2 separate regions of the Pan troglodytes genome follow, and region 2 is linked to region 1. The links are chromatin contacts, called in public Hi-C maps. All regions are on one chromosome and are shown on one strand. The core of a region is the stretch at or near the end of the contact, and the rest is flanking DNA. Distances in the headings are between cores, read along the strand shown.

What was found. Hi-C and Micro-C count contacts between places; a contact is called where the count stands out from the background.
Region 2: a contact with region 1 is called in a Hi-C map of stem cell-derived neural progenitor cells, with 2.9 times the contacts expected there. The contact joins two enhancer-like sites.

The regions. Positions count from the first base shown.
Region 1 is chr3:8,130,335-8,138,021 of NHGRI_mPanTro3-v2.0_pri, reverse strand. It overlaps AFAP1 (actin filament associated protein 1), which reads left to right. Exons shown (of 18, transcript XM_009447331.4): 10 at 7,213-7,424. Among named protein-coding and RNA genes, the nearest start is that of AFAP1, 140 kb to the left of the region's middle. Within about 2 kb of position 1,486, at least 11 of the 24 cell types and tissues checked have an H3K27ac peak or open chromatin away from gene starts, as enhancers often do. A contact at or near this core is called in stem cell-derived neural progenitor cells, where this site is marked.
Region 2 is chr3:8,238,898-8,245,699 of NHGRI_mPanTro3-v2.0_pri, reverse strand. All of the region lies in intron 1 of AFAP1 (actin filament associated protein 1), which reads left to right. Among named protein-coding and RNA genes, the nearest start is that of AFAP1, 28 kb to the left of the region's middle. Within about 2 kb of position 4,714, at least 7 of the 24 cell types and tissues checked have an H3K27ac peak or open chromatin away from gene starts, as enhancers often do. A contact at or near this core is called in stem cell-derived neural progenitor cells, where this site is marked.

The DNA of each region.
Region 1 (7,687 bases), core at 237-2,736:
AAGTTGCGTCATACCGATTTCTGGTGGACACGATGAAGTTGTCTGGGCAGACAGCAGTGAAGGCGTCGTGTGGTTGAAGGAGTCTTGCAGAGGGGTCCTGTTGAAACAGCTGCCTGTGGGGTTGAGTTAGGAGGGAAGGCTATCACCATAAGGGTAACCGAGGAGCCTGGTGCGTTCCAAGCTCCCTGAACTTGGTCAAATGGCAGTTGAGTCACAGAAGCAGGCCAGTTGGTACTGATGTTTTTCCACTACCCTCCCTTCCCTCCCTAAATAAGGCTAGAGCTGAAAGGGCGGCCACCCTGCCGAAGTGCCGTCAGAGGAAACAGCTGTAGCACGGAATGGGGAGGGTGAATGTGTTGGTGCCCCAGTGCTGGGCCCGCTGACCTCTGCCTTTCTTGGAGCGCATGGAAGGTGGGACTGCCTCACATCAGCCCTTGAGAGTTAGCGATTAACAATAGAAAGCAGGAATTAGGGATGAAATACAGGAGTTAGGGATTAAAAATAGAAAGCGGGAATTAGGGACTAAATACAGGAGTTAGGGATTAAAAATAGCGGGAATTAGGGATTCAATACAGGAGTTATGGATTAAAAACAGAAAGCAGGAATTAGCCAACAAGAAGGAAACTACTCTTTTGTTTTTGTTTTTGTTTTTTAATGCTCTAGGTCAGTGGAGGAAATAGAAATCTTTCCTTGAAAAACAATTAAACATTAATATGAAAGGCAATTGAGAGACTTTGGCCCAAATCCGTCCATTTACAAAGGACAGCACTGAAACTCAGAGAGCTTGTATGGCTTGCTCGGAGCCACACAGCGAGCTGAGAACAGAGACAGCCTCTGACCCAACTGTGCTGGTTCCCTGTCCCACAGGCCTTCCCCTTATCCCTTCCCCCGAAAGATCTGAACACTCCCGTGGCTCCTGATAAATAGCTGCATTTGTGCTGGTGACTAGACACTGCGGTAAACCCTCTTCTTGGGCACTTTCTTGGAAGCACAGTTGGTCGCTCAGGGAGCAGGAATACTGAATCCACAGCATCTAATTAGACACATGGATTCCTATCAAACTGCTTAGTGGACAGCTTTTGCCTCAATATTAACAGAACATCCTCTGTCCACAGGATTTTAAAGCTGTCATCTAATTCTTTGCAGGGGAAAGGGGAGAGGGGAGGGGCTTTTAGAAAAATAAAGGGGCAACAGTGACCATTTTCAGTTATTTTAGTACAGCTGCAAAGTTTCAGGCAGAAAAAAGGAGCTGGACAAAGGCCCTTGAGACTGAGCCTGCCAAGTTGAGTCTCCGCAGCTGCTGCTCTCTGTTCCAGGGAGATGAAGGGCCGAGCTGGACTGGCCAGAAGTGCAGTGCTGCTGAGCCCACAGGACAGAGCTCCCAGGAGCCACTGAAAGCGGAGTTCAAATGCCAGCCCTTCCACACAGTGCAGCTGGGTCAGCCGTTCCCCTAAATGCAGGACAGAGCTGCTGTGAGGGCCTTGCTTGTGGGGGCAGGGGAGGGAAGGCTCTCTGCAGGTGCTTGCCGGCTGGAAAGGTTTAGCGGGGTTTGGGCCAAAGTCTCTCAATTGCCTTTCATATTAATGTGGCGAGGATTGCAGCCTGGCTGGCTGGGTCCGCCCGCCTAACCCTGCAATGCCTATTGAGTGACGTTGACTGACGCGTTTAGCATTGGGCAGGTCAGCTCAGCACACAGCCGCGTAGATAATATGATCTGAGACATGCGCAAAGGCCCCTGACCAAAATTTATCTCTTATTTGCCCTTCTCCTGGGCTTACAAGTCCTGGAATTATTGTCACTATGAATTAAGCCGTTGTTACCAGGAAATGCGTTTCCACCTTTTTCTCTTTTCCCCATCCCTGTTTCCGCCTGTGGCTGGGACTGTGGCACCTTTTGACTGGCTCACCTCGTTCTACTCTGCTTCCCCCTCCCCAGGCCACCAGATGGAAGTTTTGAAACGTTAGACTAACCGTATCACATTCTGCATTGAGAAAAACCAAAAGTGCCTCCTTTGTTGCCAGTTCAGGGCCTCTAACACTGCTGTCTCCACTTCATTTTTCCGCCTTCTACATGACTGGCGTAAGAACAGGGGCTCATTGGCTCACTGCCTGTGTCCACAGCACCGTGCAGAGCTTGGCAGACGATACCAGCTCAGTAAATACTTGTTGAATGCATGCATTCCTTTAGGCAAATTGCTTCACCTCTGGATGTCAGGTTCCTCCATCTAGGAAATGGCTCAATACTTCAATTCCTTTGTTTTCATAAAAACTGAGGATAAAATACATGAAACACTGAGCTCAGTGCCTAGCCTATCATTTATGCTCAGTACCTGGTCACTGTGATTATCCATGTATTCATCCGACATGTTTTTTAAAAACATCACCTAAGCATACCAGACCTATCTAAGGCACAGTAAATGCAACGTCAGACGAGTAAATCATGAGAAACAGAGAGGCTGAGAGAAAGGAAAGGCCCCAGGGGGCAAGTCGGAGGCTTCATGGAGCCTGGGTAGCCATTCCCAGGGTCCCTTCCAGCTGAAATGTTCTGTCACTTTATGAAGCTCTTTCAATGGCAGGATTTTTTAGTAGACATTCAGGAAAGCTAGATACGTCTCAGTTGGTATCATAATCCACCTCCACGAAAACTAGACGAAGCCAGGCACTGTAGCATGCAGCTGGAATCCCCACGACTTGGGAGGCCAAGGCGAGAGGACCGCTTGATGCCAGGAGTTTAAGACCAGCCTCAGCAACATAGCAAGGCCCCACCTCAAAAAAAGAGATCAGATGCAGTCTGATGAAAGGGCAGGAAGGCATTCTTAGTCCAAGAGCCAACAAGACAGGCTGTTAGTGTACCAGCTCCTCTGCCCCTGGCCTCGTCGAGGACACACTGCGAAGAGTGGGAAGGAGGCGTTTGGCTTCGGCAGGCCTGTGATCAGCTGCCAGCAGTTTCCTGACATTTGGTTTCTCTGAAAGCTGCTGCTTGTTGCCCCTCTTGCAGGCCCCTCTCCTCCTAGCTGATCAGAAACAAATACTTGCTAAGATATAATGAACAGTTACATTGGGATAAAACGTCTCTCAAAAGTGTTGAACGTTTTGGCCACGTGTAACCAAAGCACAGTAGCCTCTGGGGTGGGCAGGCACTATCATTTCCCTTCCTAAAGAGAATAAATACATGGAAACGTGGCCACTCTTCTAAAAGGCTCTGCCTGCCTGCTCTCCTGCAGCTGCCGGAATTCGAGAGCCACCTGGCACTGAGACCCGCGACGCCCCATATCCGGACCAGCTGACCGGGAGGGTTTATATCTGTTCCCCTCCATCTGTATTTTTTGCTTGTTTAATCTTCGGGCTGTAAAGTTAGTTTTATATTTCTAGTGAGATCTCCTCATGCACTCTTGCCACAGTGTTGTTGCAAGAAACTGCACTCTTTCTTTTGAATTTGGAGCAGAAATTAGCAGAAAACATTAAACTAAACTCAGAAATTTTTAAAATTCAGTAACACCCTACCATAATATGATAAGTGAGATTCAAAAATAAAATCAGTTCTATCTGGACCTGCCTTGTTAAGTGGTTAAATCTTGAGACGCCCTGGGTGAGCCTTGAAGCTCCTGCCTGCAGTTCTTGATCCAGGAGCCAAGTTGGCCCCGTCCTGGCTGCACTCTGGCACCACCTGGTGGTGGATGTTGCTCCAGCGTAACTGTTCCTGGACATGACTTGGGGTCCGGGTCAGCACTGATTTCATCAGCCAGGCTAGAGGTGTCAGATTGGGAGAATATTGGGGGGTCCAGAGGACCCCCTGACTCTAGACTCCTTAGATGAGGTTGTCTGCCATTTCCTTCGTGGCCTCTTCATGTTCCCAAGCCAGAAAGTAGGAACTTTGGGCCTCCCCATTTTGAGAAATGGTGGCAGGGGGCTGGATGGGGTAGGGGCAGTCGCTGAAAACAGACAGGTGACTGTGGATTTACCTGCTGTTGTGAACAGGTCTGTTATCCCAGGGGATATTTTGGGGGGGAAAATTGGAGGTATTATGATAATTGCATATAAAATCATGTTCTAAATAAAATGTGGATCTGTCCAATATAATCATCCCTTTTACGGCTGAAATGTCAAGAAATTCGTAGTATCTGGTGGCCTTGGGCCAGATTCTGTCAGGGAAGAAGACACCATGAGAGTCCATGTCCCTTTTTGGGACCAGGTCCCCTGTGGTTGGGGATCGGGGCCAGGTCTCCTGTGGCTGGGGATCAGGACCGGACCCCCTGTGGTTGGGAATTGCCGCCCCACTGCAGAGTCCACGCCCTCTTGGGGACTGGGTCCTCTGTGGTTGGGGATCGGGGCCGGGTCCCCTGTGGTTGGGGATCAGGGCCGGTCCCCCTGTGGCTAGGAATTGCCCTCTTGGGGACTGGGTCTCCTGTGGTTGGGGATCGGGACTGGGTCCTCTGTGGTTGGGAACTGCTGCCCTGCTGCACTGTGTGGTCTCTGTCATTGAGGTCACTGGCATTTCAATTCTCGGTTTCTTCTGCTCCTTATCCCAGCCCCGTGAAGGGGTGCCTGGGCCCTGACCACTCCAGAGCACGGGCTGTTTTCCTTGCCCTGTAGCCTACTGCTCCTTTTCAGAAACCATTTTTGGGCATGTTATCTTAATGCACCTCAGTATGTGAAGTTATCTGAGGGGAGTCCTTGCCTTCCTTTTCCTTTCAGATACACCATTACATTTGTCAACTCATGCTCAAAACATACTTAGGATTGATATAGTTGGCTGTCATTGCATGAAAGTCTAAAAATGTAAAAGTGTCGGCTTTCAGCATGAGTGGTTACTCTAGATGGTGTCAGAGCCATGGCGAGCACGTAGTTCCCAGCGCTGTTACTCGGATGCTCAGATATGATAGTTGACTCTCTTTTTAAGTAGAGGTTTCTTTTTTCTTTTTAAAGACTAAATGTATTGGCCTGTAATCCCAGCACTTTGGGAGGCCGAGGCGGGTGGATCACAAGGTCAGGAGATCGAGACCATCCTGGCTAACATGGTGAAACCCCGTCTCTACTAAAAATACAAAAAATTAGCCAGGTGTGGTGGCGGGCGCCTGTAGTCCCAGCTGCTTGGGAGGCTGAGGCGGGAGAATGGCGTGAACCCGGGAGGCAGAGCTTGCAGTGAGCTGAGATCACGCCACTGCACTCCAGCCTGGGCGACAGAGCAAGACTGTCTCAAAAAAAAAAAAAAAAGAATAAATTTATTGGAACTACATCATTTACAAATAGCATTTTACAGAACAAAAATAGTGATGTAAGGCCCCAGTTGTATTCATATTAACAGCTCTTTATCTGCTGTCTTTAACTCCCAACAGGGGTTCAGGTCTTGCTTTGCTGTGTGGTCTTGGACAAGATACTTCGCATTATCTGGGAGTTAACGTCCTCCTTCAAGAAGTAAAGCCTCTGAGACTCTTTCCTACTTTAATTCTAGGTCCTCTTCACCTCCCTGCAGCCCTCCTAAGTGTCTGAAATACAAGGAGCTTGGATTGAGTGTAGTTTGCTCTCTGAACACAAGAGGGCGGCCACGGCACAGGCCTTGGAGCCTCAGCCTGGCTCCTCCTTTCTCTGTCACTCCCTAACAACATCAGCCCACACCCCAGATGAAAGTTTTAGTTCCAGAAGAAGCAGTGTGCATTTCTCTTCAGTGTGTGTTGGTAGAAATGACATCACATTCAGCCAATGAAAATGTAGACTTTATAAGTGTGTACCTAGTAAGCCACTGAACCAATAGTTATAAGTAAGTAATAAAGCATCATTCTGGGTCCTGAACATACCTCTCTCTTTTTTTTTTTGTCTTTATAGCATTTATCAGTTGCTAATAAGGTGTGTAAGATTGAGAACATAAAAGCAGTAAGAAACATCCTCCAAAACCCTTTTGGAAAGGCATTTTAATTGATTAGTTTTTTTTTTTTTTTTTTTTTTTTTTTTTTTAGTGATAGGGTCTCACTGTGTTGCCCAGGCTGATCTTGAACTCCTAACCTCAGGTGACCTTCCTGCCCCGGCCTCCCAAGTAGCTGGGACTACTATTGGCTGGAAAAGGAATCTGAAAAATCAGAATTGGAAAGGATGTATTTTGTTTTGTTTCTTAACATTTTTGAGGTAGGGGTATGTGTGACATTTTTGAGGCAGGGGTATGTGTGTGTGTGCATGTGTGAATTGAAGGAGTAGCTGAACTTCAGTTAGGAATCTGGTACTTCCTTTCCTGCCACTATCAACATTTTCTATGCTATTTAACTCGCTTTCTAAATCTTAAAGGAAGGGGGCAGTAATTTACTAGCATTGTGGTGTGGTTGGAAGGTACAGCCACCCTGATATCTATTTTTTCATGTCTTGTTATTTCTAGAATAATTCATTTTATGTTTGTAACAAGTGAAAAGTGTCCATTTCCTGTATTTGAGGAGGTTTTTTTTTAAAATGAGGATAATAATTTTTCCTGTCATTCTACCACTCCTCTATCTGTGATATACTGAAGATGTTGTGCCATTCCAGAGACACGGATCACAAACTTTCATGTAGATTCAGACTTTAGAGTTTAGATTTCCTCCGGGCAGCTTCACCAGTCGCTTTGCAGTTTGAGGAGCAGGAAGGCGGCAGGTGCGTCCTCAGCCTCAGGTGGGAACCTGCACTCAGGGCCTCTGCCATCTGCGGGCTGCTTCCAGCACTGGGGATCTTAGTGCCTCCCAGGGCCTCCTATTTCTTGGAAAGTTTTCATTTTTAGATAGTTTTTGTTTCTTCATGTTAAGCCAAAATCTGCCTGCCTGTGACTCTTACTCTACTTGTATCATTTGCAGCTCCTCAAAATAAGTGAAATCGGTTTCCAGTTTGAAGGCAGCTGTCGTGCCCCGATCCTGGCCATCCGAAACCCGATGGCTTGCTAACTTCTCACGTGCTTTAGGTGAATTCCATAGTCCCACATCAACACCAGGCATCTGGTAACTGGTTCGTTGCACATGTTAAATGAGGGGCTTCCAGATACGGCCTGTGTGGTGTCATGAAAAGCCCCCAAAACTTGTGATGCTGTAGCCACGGCTCTCCTGGTTTATGTGAATTTGCATTTAAAGCTTGATCGATCGTGTGAAGGATTTGTTTTATCCACACTCCCATCCCTGGGCCTCCTCAGTGCGACCCTAGACGTCTTCACCTCGCCTGGTCTTGTCCGAGGCGGCTGACCTGTGGCCTTGTGTCTCCGCAGGCTATCTGAACGTGCTCTCCAACAGCCGCTGGCGAGAGCGCTGGTGCCGAGTGAAAGATAACAAGCTCATTTTCCACAAGGACAGGACCGACCTGAAGACCCATATTGTGTCTATTCCGCTCCGTGGCTGTGAGGTGATCCCGGGTTTGGATTGTAAACATCCTCTGACGTTCCGGCTGCTGCGCAACGGCCAGGAGGTTGCAGTATTGGAGGTAGGATATTTCCCAGGGGCTGTACTCCACAGAGGGACACACGCGGTGATCTTCCTTTCAAAAGGCGAATGCTGACTCCTCTATCAAAATTCCTCCCATCTCGCTGACAGTACCTCTTTTGGGCCCACCCTCTTTTCTCTCACTGCCCAGTCCATGAGTCTTTGCTTTACTTCTTGCCTCAGTCTTTTTTCTGGGAGATACGACAATGACGGCACCCCAGCACCACTTTCTACCCATTTGTATACATCAGATTGACTTGCCTC
Region 2 (6,802 bases), core at 3,465-5,964, 100 kb before region 1:
CCTTCCCCTCCTCTCCCTCCTATTTTTCCACCACCCCCACTTTAAAAAAAATTCTTATTAAAAATTAAGTAATTATTTTGGTTTCCTTTATCCGCTATTCCTTGCTAATTGTATGTAGAGTGAGCCTGGGAAAGTGAGAAAGAAAGTTGTACTTAGTTTCAAATGATCATACCAGCTACTCTCCATTGAGGGGCTTGCCGCAGGGTGGCTTTGTGAAGTGGTTTTGTGGGGGTTCTCCTTTCAGTCCTCAGCCTTAACCAGCAGAGGCAGGTGGTACTTATTCCTGGTTAATGTTGAGGAAGTTGAGCTCAAAGTGGTTAAGGGACCTTCCCAAAGTCACATTAGAAAGTAGCAGCATAGAACTAAACACAGATTGTCTCTGAATCAGGCAGGTCGTCTGGTTCCAAAATGGGCTCTTAACTTTTGGAGGTCAAAAAGCTGAACAGACACAGATATTTCTTTTTCCTTCTTCTTCTTTTTTTTTTTTAGATAGGGTTTTGCTCTGTTGCCTAGGCTGGTCTAGGCTCAAGCAGTCCCGCTTCCTCAGCGTTCTGAGTACCTGGGCTTACAGGTTTGAGTCACCACACCCAACCGAACAGACATTTCTTGAAAGAAGACATACAAATGGCCAAAAAATATGTGAAAAAAAATGCTCAGTATCACTTATAATCAGAGAAATGCAAATCAAAACCACAGTGAGATATCATCTCACCTGTTAGGATGGGTGTTATCAAAAAGACAAAAAATAACAAGTGCTGGCGAGGATATGGAGAAAAGGGAACTCTTACGCACCGTAGGGGGGAATGTAAACTACAGCAGCTGGCTGGGCGCGGGGGCGCACACTGACATCCCAGCACTTTGGGAGGCTGAGGCGGGCAGATCACCTGATGTCAGGAGTTTGAAACCAGCCTGGCCAACATGGTGAAACCCTGTCTCTACTAAAAATACAAAAATTAGCTGGGTGTGGTGGATCACGCCTGTAATCCCAGCACTTTTGGGAGGCTGAAGTGGGCGGATCATTTGAGGTCAGGAGTTCAAGAGCAGCCTGGCCAACGTGGTAAAACCGCATCTCTACTAAAAATACAAAAATTTGCTGGGTGTGGTGGTGGGCGCCCATAATCCCAGCTACTTGGGAGGCTGAGGTATGAGAACCTCTGGAACCTGGGAGGTGGAGGCTACAGTGAGCGAGCCGAGATCGCGCCACTGTACTCCATCCTGGGCAACAGTGATACTGTCTCAAAGAGAGAAAAAGAATAAGAGTAAGCTAGTGCAGCCACTATGGAAAACAGTATGGAGGTTCCTGAGAAAACTGCAAATAAAACCACAGTGTGATCTAGCAGCCCCACTACTGTGTAGATACCCAAAGAAAAGGAAATCAGTGTCGGAGGGGCATCTGCACCTCTGTGTTTCCTGCAGCGCTGTTCACCATAGCCGAGATATGGAATCAGCCTCGGTGTCCAACAGCACATGATGGATAGAGAAAACGTGGTCTTTATACACAGTGGAGTACTATTCAGCCGTAACACAGGATGAAGTCCTGTTATTCTCAGCAATGTGGGTGGAACTGGAGGACATTATGTGAAATCAGCCAGGGACAGAAAGTTAAACACCACATGTTCTCTTATGTGGATAACAAGAATATATAGTTTCAGGCTGGGCACGGTGGCTCATGCCTGTAATCCCAGCACTGTGGGAGGCCGAGGTGGGTGGATCACCTGAGGTCAGGAGTTAGAGACCAGCCTGGCCAACATGGCGAAACCCCGTCTCTACTAAAAATACAAAAATTAGCTGGGCGTGGTGGTGGGTGCCTGTAACCCCAGCTACCAGGGAAGCTGAGGCAGGAGAATTGCTTGAACCTGGGAAGCAGAGGTTGTGGTGAGCTGAGATCGCGCCACTGCACTCTAGCCTGGGCGACAGAGTGAGACTTTGTCTCAAAAAAAAAAAAAAAAAAAAGAATATATAGTTCCAGATACTTGGAGGAAGGGTATTGAACGTTACCAACACAAAGAAATGATAAATGTTTGAGATGGTGGATATGCTAATTACTCTGATCACATACATTACCTGTATTATAACATCACTGTATGTACCCCATACATATGTACAGTATACAATTATGTGTCAATTAGAAAAAGCTGAACTTAGATTGGAATGGCTATGAAGCAGCTAGCTTTTTCATATTTTTGATATAGACCCTAGGCATTTATTTTAACTAAACTTGGCTTCAGGAAATGTGTAGTATTTGAATTTTAGCCTTGCATTTTATAATATAGAGAAGTAAAACTTTAGGCTTGCTTTAGATACAGTCACAGGGGTTTGCAGTGATGACTTTTTTATGTAATAAGTGGGAAATATACCTTAATTAATAGGCATACATGCTCATTTTCTTCCTCTTATACGTTTTTAGTTGTTGTCCAGGCATTGTGATACTTATGTAAACGGTATGCGATATCTTAGGTAGGAATCAGAATTTTAAGGTAAGGATACTTAGAGTTATATATTTTTCAAACTTTCAAGCTGGACATTTTACATGTCCATTATGTAATTGTAATTAAAGTTTCACAAAGACAATACCCATCTTTAATATGGGTGATGCGCTAGCATTTTTTTTTTTTTTTTTTGGAGACAGGGTCTCACTGTCTCCCAGGCTGGAGTGTAGTGGTGCAATCATGGCTCACTGCAGCCTCAGCCTCATAGGCTCAAGAGATCCTCCCACCTCAGCCTCCCAAGTAGCTGGGACCACAGGTGTGCAACACCATGCCTAGCTAATGTTTAAAATTTTTTGCAGAGACAGGGCCTCCCTATGTTGCTCAGGCTGGTCTGGAATTCCTGGGTTCAAGTGATTCTCCTGCTTCATCCTCCCAAAGTGCTGTGATTACAGGCATGCGCCACTGTGCCTGGCCCCACATAAGTGGGATGATGACTGGAGCCTAGGAGTTCCAGACCAGCCTGGATAACATGGCACAAGATCCTATCTCTACAAAAACTAAAAAAATTAACTGGGCACGGTGGCACCTGCCTGGGTTCCCAGCTACTCCAGGAGGCTGAGGCAGGAGGATAACTTGAGCCCAAGAGTCAAGGCTGCAGTGAGCTATGATCTTGTCATTGCATTCCAGCCTGGGTGACAGAGTGAGACCTTGTCTCTTAAAAAAAATTGCTGTCTACCTGATTATTCATAGAAAAAAACCTGAACTCTGATCTAAACCTCATACCTCATACAAAAATTAACTCAAAATGGGTCATGGACTAAAACGTAAAATGCAAAATAAAGATGAAAAGAGGAGCTACAGACTGGGAGAAACTAATTGCAAACCACATGTCTGATAAAGGACTCATATCTGTAATATATAAAGAACTATCAAAATTTAGCAGTAAAACCAAACCATCTACTTTGAAAATGAGTAAAAGACATGAAGAGACATTTCAGATAACATATAAGCAAGTGAAAAGATGTTCAACATCGTTAGCCATCAGAAAAATGCACGCTAAAGCCACATCACTATACACCTATCAGAATGGCTAAAATAAAAAGTAATAACAAAACCAAATGCTGGTGAGGATGCAGGGAAACGGAATCACTCACACTTGGCTGGCGGGAATGGAAGATGGCACAGCCATTCTGGAAAACAGTTTGACAGTTTCTTAAAAAACTAAATGTGCAATTGCCATAGGACGCAGCACTCACATTCATGGGCAGTTATCCCAGAGAAATGAAGACTTAGGTTCACACAAAAGCCATATGTATTTGTTCATAGCAGCATTATTTATAAAACGCCAGAAACTGGAAACAGCCCGGACACCACTCAGCAGGTGAATGGTTAAACAAACTGGTGCACCCAGGTCCCGGATACCACTCTGCAATAGTTAATGACATCCTTGTTCATCGGTCTTTCAAACTAGAAACCACCATCATGCCTAATACCCTTTTTTCCATCCTGGGTCTGTGTGGACTTCATTTTGCATTTCTTTCAAATGCATTTTCTCTCTGTCCTTTCTGGTTGCGCCTCATGCTGCATTTGAACTGTTGTAAGAGCCACCTAATAACTCTGCCTTATCATGGAATCCTTTCTATATTTCATTCCCCGTGTTGCCATTGGAACACTCTTTCCAAAACATGAACAAACTAACTAAAAAGAAATATCCCAGGTAGCCTTCCAAATAAGTGTAAGCTTTCTCTTAGAAGTTTTACTTCTTGTCTGTGGAGAACCCCAGGACTCTAGAGAGATGGATTTGCTGTCTGCATTTTAATATCAGGCAGAAATCCCTGGAGGGACCCGTGTGGAATAGTGGCACAAGTACTGGTTCTAGAATCAGAGGCCCTTATATCCTGGTTCTAATACTAGTTGGATATTCTTGGGAAAGTTTTGGTTTCATAAACTCAGAAACTCCATTTCTTAAAAAATGGAGATGAGAGGAAGCATACTCAAGGGATCACACAAGGCTGCTGGGAGGAGTGGATGAGGGGCATGGTGAAAATGCTGTGCAGTCCGTAAAGCATATCATTTGTGTGAGAAGTGGAGCTGTGTGAATAGCGGCTCTGGAATCATTGTATGAAAACGATAGAAAGCACATTCATAGTTCTGCCTGATGATACCACTGGGCGCCTATGTTGTACATGCCTGCAACATGGGCGAGGCCCGGGTCAGTACAGCTCACAGTTTGGTTTTCATGCACTTAGAAAGGCCCAAGAGGACCCTTCCCCCCTCCAGCTGTAGGAAGGAGGCGGCTGTCTCCTGCCTATATTTGGTGGGATTGTCTCTGGCTCCTTAGGGACAGGAATGCAGGGAGTTGGGGAAGAAAGCCGTCCTGGCTCGCTAGTCAGCCTTCCCCCAGGGAGGAGTGGAGGGGTCATTTCGTGGTAACTTGCCAAGTCTTTCTCAACCCATCTGCTTGTAGAAATGACCAGCGTGACAAGTAAAAGACCCGTTGGAGACAGATGGGCTGTGTGTCCCGTGCGTTTATGGCTTTGTGGCCTCAGAGCTGCCAGGACTCGATAGCTTTCTGGGGAATGCTGGGTCAGCCAAGGGGCTGAAAAAAGTGAGAGGAAGAAGATCCACCCCTCGGTGCTCTGGTCTGGGAGTGATTACTGAGGAGAGTGGCATGGAGGGCCCGGTCGTGGGGTGCCTCTCAAGCACGCCCTCACCGCAGTGGGAATACATGTCTCAACCTCCCTAGGCCTCCGTGATTTTCGTCTATCACATACTCACCTCCAGCAGAGATGTCTATGGTGACGAGATGAGACAGCATCATAGCACATGTGGCCACTTAGTAGGCTCGCAGTGAGTGGACGCTGGAGTCAGTGGAACAGGAGACTGGGTGCTGCCTATTAATGCACTCACGTACTCGTGGCACGGGTGAACAGGGGAGAGAGGGATGCTCTGCAGTTCTTCTTTTGGTCTGTTACTCCCGCTGTTGTGAGCAGAATCCGTGAGTGTAGTCTGTTGCCCCAGTTGACTTGGTAGGCTGATTGCTCAATTTTCTGCTTCCACTTTTGATTTCTTAAGAATGGGAAAAGGAATACTTCAGTTACTTTTCTGGTTGATGGCATAAATTCCTTGATATCACCTTAATGTTTTTTTATTTCTATGTATTTTGAATTCTGGAGGTTGCCTAACATCTGTGTTTTTATGCCTCACCCTCTCTGTAACTGTTGGCCACACCAAGACCAGAGAGAAGTGACCGGGCCGGTTGGTAGCAGGGCTAGGACTGGAATTCCCCAGTCTTTTGACTCCCAGCAGGCTCTGTTTTCTGTATTGCACTGCTTTTCCCTATTTCGACTCCTGTTAGGGCAGTGGATGTGAAATGTAGCTGGGCGCTTTTGGGGGTGTGCTAGGAGTGTGGCAGATGCCTCAGACTGGCATTTTTCCCTGATTCTGAATTCTCATGGCTCAGAGTCAGTCCCTAGGCCGCTGACCGGGAAGATACAGGAAGTTGTTTTGTATGGCAGCCTATACCAGGGTATTTTTTTCACCCGGCAATTTATTTGGTTTGGACTGGAATAAATCTCTGAGATTGGTTTCTTTGCCAATATTATTAGGGAGTGGAGCCTGATTTGTCTTAGCCCGATTCGTAGTGCTTAGGATCTCAATGAATGTGTGTTGAACTGAGCCAAAGTGTGAGAGCGTCTTGGACAGTGGTTTGCAACCCTAGCTGCATCTGGGGGGCTGTGAAAAAAGCATGCATGCTGACTCCAGACCAGTTGAAATAGAATCTGCAGGAATGGAGCCTGGGCAGCTATAGTTCTGTTAAAAACCCCCAGATGGTTCTGATATACAGTAAAAATTGAGATCCACTGATCCACGGTGAATTGGAGTCCTGAATCATAGACATGCCTTATGCTTTCACTAGCTTAGAATGGCTCTTGCGCTTTGGAACCATGAAAAAAATGTTATGCAAACAAATGTGGAAATTGCCTAAATGCCACATCCTGTTACTACCTGCCGTGAAGTATATTTGCCAGTTATTCACTCTGTTCTGATCTCTACCCATTCCACCTTTTCTTCATGAAACAGTAATTTGACAGTTGGTTATGCAGAACCAGAGTAAGTCTAGTTTGATTGGCAGGAAATGATTTTGGGTATGAAGTACTCTTTAGGCATTTATTGAACTCTTGTTTGTACCACTGCTGTGCTGGACAGTTTATAAATAATACTTCTTTAAGCAAGGGCTATGGAGTCAGGCTGCCTGGGTTTTGCTAACTAGCTGTGTAATTTGGGGCAAGTTTTTAAGCTTATATAAACCTGACTTTCATCTATGAAATGGGATGACAAGGGGTCATCATCTAACAGGATTGTGCAAATAT